Linked DNA regions of Gasterosteus aculeatus: region 2 is linked to region 1. The links are chromatin contacts, called in public Hi-C maps. All regions are on one chromosome and are shown on one strand. Each heading gives the region's core, a stretch centred on a gene start, on an enhancer-like site or on the middle of the called end of the contact. The rest is flanking DNA. Distances are from core to core; before and after follow the strand shown. Region 1 overlaps jarid2b (jumonji and AT-rich interaction domain containing 2b). Region 2 has its middle 12 kb from the start of jarid2b.

Evidence for each region. A called contact is a pair of places that touch in the nucleus more often than the background predicts.
Region 2: a contact with region 1 is called in a Hi-C map of liver, with 1.7 times the contacts expected there. The contact joins two enhancer-like sites. A contact is called at or near these places in 2 of 6 Hi-C or Micro-C datasets (liver and skeletal muscle).

The regions. Positions count from the first base shown.
Region 1 is chr10:7,307,440-7,310,179 of fGasAcu3.hap1.1, forward strand. It overlaps jarid2b (jumonji and AT-rich interaction domain containing 2b), which reads right to left. Exons shown (of 19, transcript XM_078081402.1): 6 at 2,735-2,740. Among protein-coding and RNA genes, the nearest start is that of LOC120826105, 25 kb to the right of the region's middle. Within about 2 kb of position 1,367, at least 2 of the 9 cell types and tissues checked have open chromatin away from gene starts, as enhancers often do. A contact at or near this core is called in liver, where this site is marked.
Region 2 is chr10:7,388,814-7,391,553 of fGasAcu3.hap1.1, forward strand. No RefSeq gene overlaps it. Among protein-coding and RNA genes, the nearest start is that of jarid2b, 12 kb to the left of the region's middle. Within about 2 kb of position 1,423, at least 7 of the 9 cell types and tissues checked have open chromatin away from gene starts, as enhancers often do. A contact at or near this core is called in liver, where this site is marked.

The DNA.
Region 1 (2,740 bases), core at 117-2,616:
AATGAGAAAACCGCATATTTGTTCCTGACCAGTGATCACTGATGACGCCTACTGGTTTCAGCCGTCTATCTGCTCCTGGTGTATGAAATATACGAATAATTTGACGATCTTCTTAGATTTGGGATTTCTCTTCTCTTTTTTTGGACACCTTGCGTAGAAGCATTGCATGTTTGACTGTAGAGATTTAGGAATCTATGGACCATGGATACACAGATTTTTCTGCCACCTAGTTTCTAATTATTAATGTACAAAGGTTCAAAGTAAATAAATAAGGAATAAAAAAAACACTTTAAAAAGTGGGAAAATTCCTATAACGTATCGAGGCATAAATACACTTGGACATATAGTATGTTTTTCCAGGCTACCGTCTACATGTACCAGTATGTGCACATGAGTCTCAATACCCCCCCCTGTAGTATGCATATAAACTCCCTGCCCCAAACCACAGCGACCCAGTGGAAAAGCCCCCCCCTAACATGGGAGTGACAGGATTTTGGCTAACTCATAGTGCCCGATCAGCAAAATATGCATGATTTAAGCCGTGTATGAAAACCTCTCTGTACTACACGTCAAAGTGGACCTAGACTGCAGCCGTCCCCCGGGACGACGTTAAGCAGGTAGAACGGGAGCAAGCTAATTAACACACACTCAATGGCTCCCTCTTCGGCTTTAATGAGGCTCAATTTAAAGTTTCGCGGCGCCTTACTACCAACGGGCGCGATGAAAAGGGGCCGAGGCGCAAACACACGGAGCATTTACAGCACGAGCGCAATGCCGCGACGTGTGTGTGTGTGTGTGCACGTTTCTCGTCGACAGAGGTTGTGTGTATGCGCTATACTCCCCCCCCCCCCCCCCCCCCCCCCGGCTCTCTGAAAAATGAGAGACATCCTGACATTTTGAGAAGTGAGCTAAGCAAGAAACGGAGCCCAATAAAGGCTGTTTAATTTAGCTATGTCAACATGGCACATGGCCGAGCGGGAGAGAGAATGGGGGAGACGGCTCGCTGATGAATGGCTTACGATGTGGGGCCTTTCCTGTCTCGCTCTACCTCCCAGAATAAACTCCACTATTACTACTCCACTATTCGCCAACTGCTCGCTCCCTCGCTCATATGACGCTGCTCCTGCTCAGTGTCCCGTTTGACACAATTACTAAAGCCACAAAATGCACTGAGTGTGTGTCCATCTCCTGATACGAAACACGGCACAAATACTAACTCGACACTGGAGCAACGACCCCGTCTTGACTGTGCGCACACACACTTATGTGTGTAAACGTCTGTTTCAGGGGCCTTAACCCCTTCATCTATATTGTTCTGCTGGTTTCCCTCTTATCTATTTATTTAGCATATCACAGTGACGCCGCCGCGCTGCTTTGCAAACAGTGTTGGTGTACGAGATAAGAACGGAGACTAAGCTGTGCTCATGCACACAACAAGCCTGCATTTGTTCAAACAGGTTCCACTTTCCTGATACGGATGCGTGCAGGTTAGCATTCAAGCTGCAGCTACAGATGTTCATGAAAGACAGAAGAAGTACATGCATCTGTGCTCGTTTTGGACGGGAGACACTTTTCTGTGAACTACACAAAAAGGTGGTGCGCAGTTCTCCAAGAGTTCATTCCGAGCAAATCCATGGAGCCGTCTCCCTGGTTCTCTCCGAGCCCTGCCAGCCTCTCTCTCCTCCTCCACATTCCACTCCAGAGGATGACGGAGGAGAGAGCTGAGCAAAGCGTTCACCTTTTGAACCTTTCCTGGGGCGATTCCACAGACTAAGAAGGGAGGGAGAGCATCCGGGAGGAAGCATAAAATCCAGCCCTTGTTTTGTCGGGGGGGGACCCCTGGCCAGAAGGAGGGCCTGCAGGTTAAAATAGTCCTTTGTATAAAAATAAAAACTGTAGTAGCAATATGATGATGGTAAATTCGACCTAATACGCAGAAATATTTCCCGTGACCGAGCCTTGAAAACCAAATGGCCTGATTATTTAAATCAAGCCTACGTTTTCTGCAATACAAAATCAATAATTATGGGATTAGGATTGAAACTCGTGTTATGGGGATCAAATGCATGCATGCTACATGAAGTCCACAACTGTGTGTATACGTTTACTCATCCAAAATGTCCACGCGCCCCACAAGGGGTGTGTGCGTGTGTGCCGAGGGCCCCGGACAGCTGTCGCAGTGAGTGCATAAACACCTTGTTAGGGCTTAGAGAGCTCAGTATTAATTGGGGTGGAAGGAGTTGATGTGCAGCTATGCTATGCTACGTGACTCACCCGGGTCTCTGGACGTGGAAAAACACGAGCGCAAACTTAGGAAATTACAGTCACGCGCACACAGGAAGCAGCACCTCTGTCCGCTGTCTGTCTGTCTGTCCGCTGTCTGTCTGTCTGTCTCGTGACTCATCCTGTGTTGCTCCTCTCCATCAAATCCTCCCTCCTAGAAATGCATCCCTCCATTTATCTTTAGTTATTCCGCCGGTGCATCATCCTTCACTCTACTCTGTCCTCTCCCCTCACCTCCCTCCTCATCCATCTCCCTCAGAGGGCTCTTTCTTTCTCCGTTTACCCCCCCTTGTCAACTCCTCCTTCTCCTCAGATAAGGAAGCAAAGACGGGATTGAAGGGAAGCTGCTCCCCTTCATGAATGCACGCATTTCCCATAATGCCCTGTGATTACGTTAGTCAAGGAGCCGCCCGTACGCGCGGCTAATTGCGAGCTCTATTCCGGCGCTCACCGTGCC
Region 2 (2,740 bases), core at 173-2,672, 81 kb after region 1:
CCTCCCAAAATGTTGCACATAAGCAGATCTTTATAAGTCGATAGAACTATTTTGCATTGCCAGTAGCCTATTTTGTCTGGTGTGTAATGTTCGCTGTCAGCGATGCGCCGGTATTTTTTACATCTGTTACTTATTCAGTCTTTCAAACTCCCAAACCAGAGTTGGCGATTGTTTGAACAGTGGGAAGACAAACAAATATGTTTTTAATGAGTTTCATTTTGTTTCTGTTGAGTTTGAATAAATTGAGTTACACGACGATCAGCAACGAGGAACGTTGTCTCGCCGGAGTCTAATGTCTTTGAAGAGAGAATGTTTACAGCACGTTTTGTCTTTAAATGAAGTATAATAGATGGTCAGATCCTCATCAGGCACTTATGATGTTTTAATAGTCATGCTGTCCTGTGATAGTATTCAGGGTAAAGGTGAATCCTAATCGACAAAGGAAATAGTAACATACATTTGGAGTGACTGTATTTGTTAGGAAAAAAGTCTCAAAACAGGCAAACAAGTTGATGTTGACCTTCAGCTATTTATGAAATAAAGGGGTTCCTGAAAGGAACGAATGAATAAAAGAGAACAGATAATTCGACCACAATTAAACTTTAAATAAAGAACAAGAGGAACAAGATGAGACACGACAGCTGAGCCGCAGTTCTTTGGATACATTGTGCTGGTTTACTACCAGGATGGAATATCCCCTCGGCTCACTGGCTGCACTCATTGTTTGATCGCAACCACTTTTTTCCCCTCTGCCAAGATGGCTGATGTCACGGGGCCATATGAGTCCTACTTCTGTTGCGGACCCGTCGCTTTGCACCGGCTGCGGAGACGGTTTCCGCATTCCAGGGAAAGTAATAATTCGCTGTCAGAAACTGTTTTGTGTTTTGACTGTTGAGGCAACGAAGCTGTGACCACAAATTGTGTCAGCTGGAGCAGCCCGCGGATGTCAGGGCCGGTAATGGCTCGTAAACTGCATTAGCATTAGTGTCGTGGAAGCGCGTCGTTTGTCAGATATTTGCGGCGTAAGGTCATTGAGAAAAAAAGACCCAAATGATCACAGGCAATCTATGTAACAGATTCTTTCCCACACAGGGTCTTTTTACCGCCGTTGTGTGTGCGTGCGTGTGTGTGTGTGTGTGCGTGCGTGTGTGTGTGTGTGTGTGTGTGTGAGAGAAGAGGAAGAGATTGTGTTGAACAACAGGAAAGGTGGGGAGTGTAGATGATACTGTATTTGTCTGTGTGTGCAGATATGGAAGTTTCCACTGCAGCCGTGAACTGGCACTGTTACTAAGTGTAGATGGCTGTTCCCATCACACACACACACACACACACACACACACACACACACACACACACAGTCCTCTATTATACGGACCTGCTACCTAGAGATTAGCTTCCCCACGGAGGGGGGTGGACGTGCCGTTGACCACCGTCCAATCAGGCATGACCTAGCAGAGACAACCAGCCAACCAACACGCCCAGATCCCACTTTGTCTGCCAAAGGGCCGTCACATGACAGGACCAACTGTCACCACACATGGTCGTTTTCTCTGTAAAATCTGTCCGTTTGCGTCTAACAAACAATCAATCCGTTTGTCCTCGTTATCCGCGAGGAACCTTTTTTTTTCTTCTTCGTTCTGCCTCTCCCTCGGTCAGGAAGTTCTTTTTGTTTTTCTTGCCTACACTGTGGTCACTTTGTGAAGTGGTTCAATCCGCTGATCCTGGAGCTGCTCAAACCCCCCGGTTGTCAGTGACTCTCTTTCTCTCTTCTTTCCAGCGGTCGGACAGTGAGGCAGTGAGACTTCCCACTCCTTTTTTTTCTCCCCTCAAATTGAAAACACACTGCGTTCCCCACAAAAGAATTTCCCACAGGTGCTCGCGCATTATCTCTCCCTTTGTGGCGGCCCACATTGACCCGGCTGATGACTTCAGCTTCAGTTGATTCCAAATACAGAGATTATGCACTGGATATTCACACTACATTAACTCTCCTAGGAACCACAAACACCATGTTTGTTTTGGACATAAAGAAGAGCACCGGTTGTCCTCAGATATAAATGATCACCATTCAAAGCCAACCTGCCATCTGCACCAATAAGGTCCTTTGCAGTTTGTTGAACGGGGCCTCTCCTGATCTCTGCGTGACTTACAATGGGCCTGCATTGTAGTCACCGTGGATCATGTTTATACTCTGCATCCTGTGGTGAGAACATGCCGAGGAAACAGTCTTATCACTGCATGTAGAATGTGAAGGTTGCATATCCTCGACATAAGCGCGGCTCTTTGCATTCTCTTCACAGAGTCCTTCACGTGTCTCTTCTGGGATTCATCCTACGATTTGACATGCTTTACTGTTTGCTTTGCCCAAGGTACACTTGCAACTGAGGCTGCGGCAGTGAAAATGAAAACCCTTGTCTCTCGGTCTATGTCTCCCTCTGGAAATGATTAGGGCTGTTGGGGCAGCCTGAAACCATTACTGATGTACACTGATGAAGTCCCATTTGTTTGAAGTGCACACACTCTGAGCTCTTGCACGTCCCAGTGTGTGTCTATGTGTGTGTGTGTGTGTGTGTGTGCGTGCGTGTGTTTTCGGGTGTGTGCGAGAGCAAGCCTGCGTGCATCTGCCCGTCCCCGTGTGTGAGATCTCCCTCTCCTCTCCTTTCTCCCCGAGCCAAGCCAACGCCAGTAAAAACTCATTGCGGAGAGGAACTGGAAATAAACTGGTGAGGAAACCCGATCC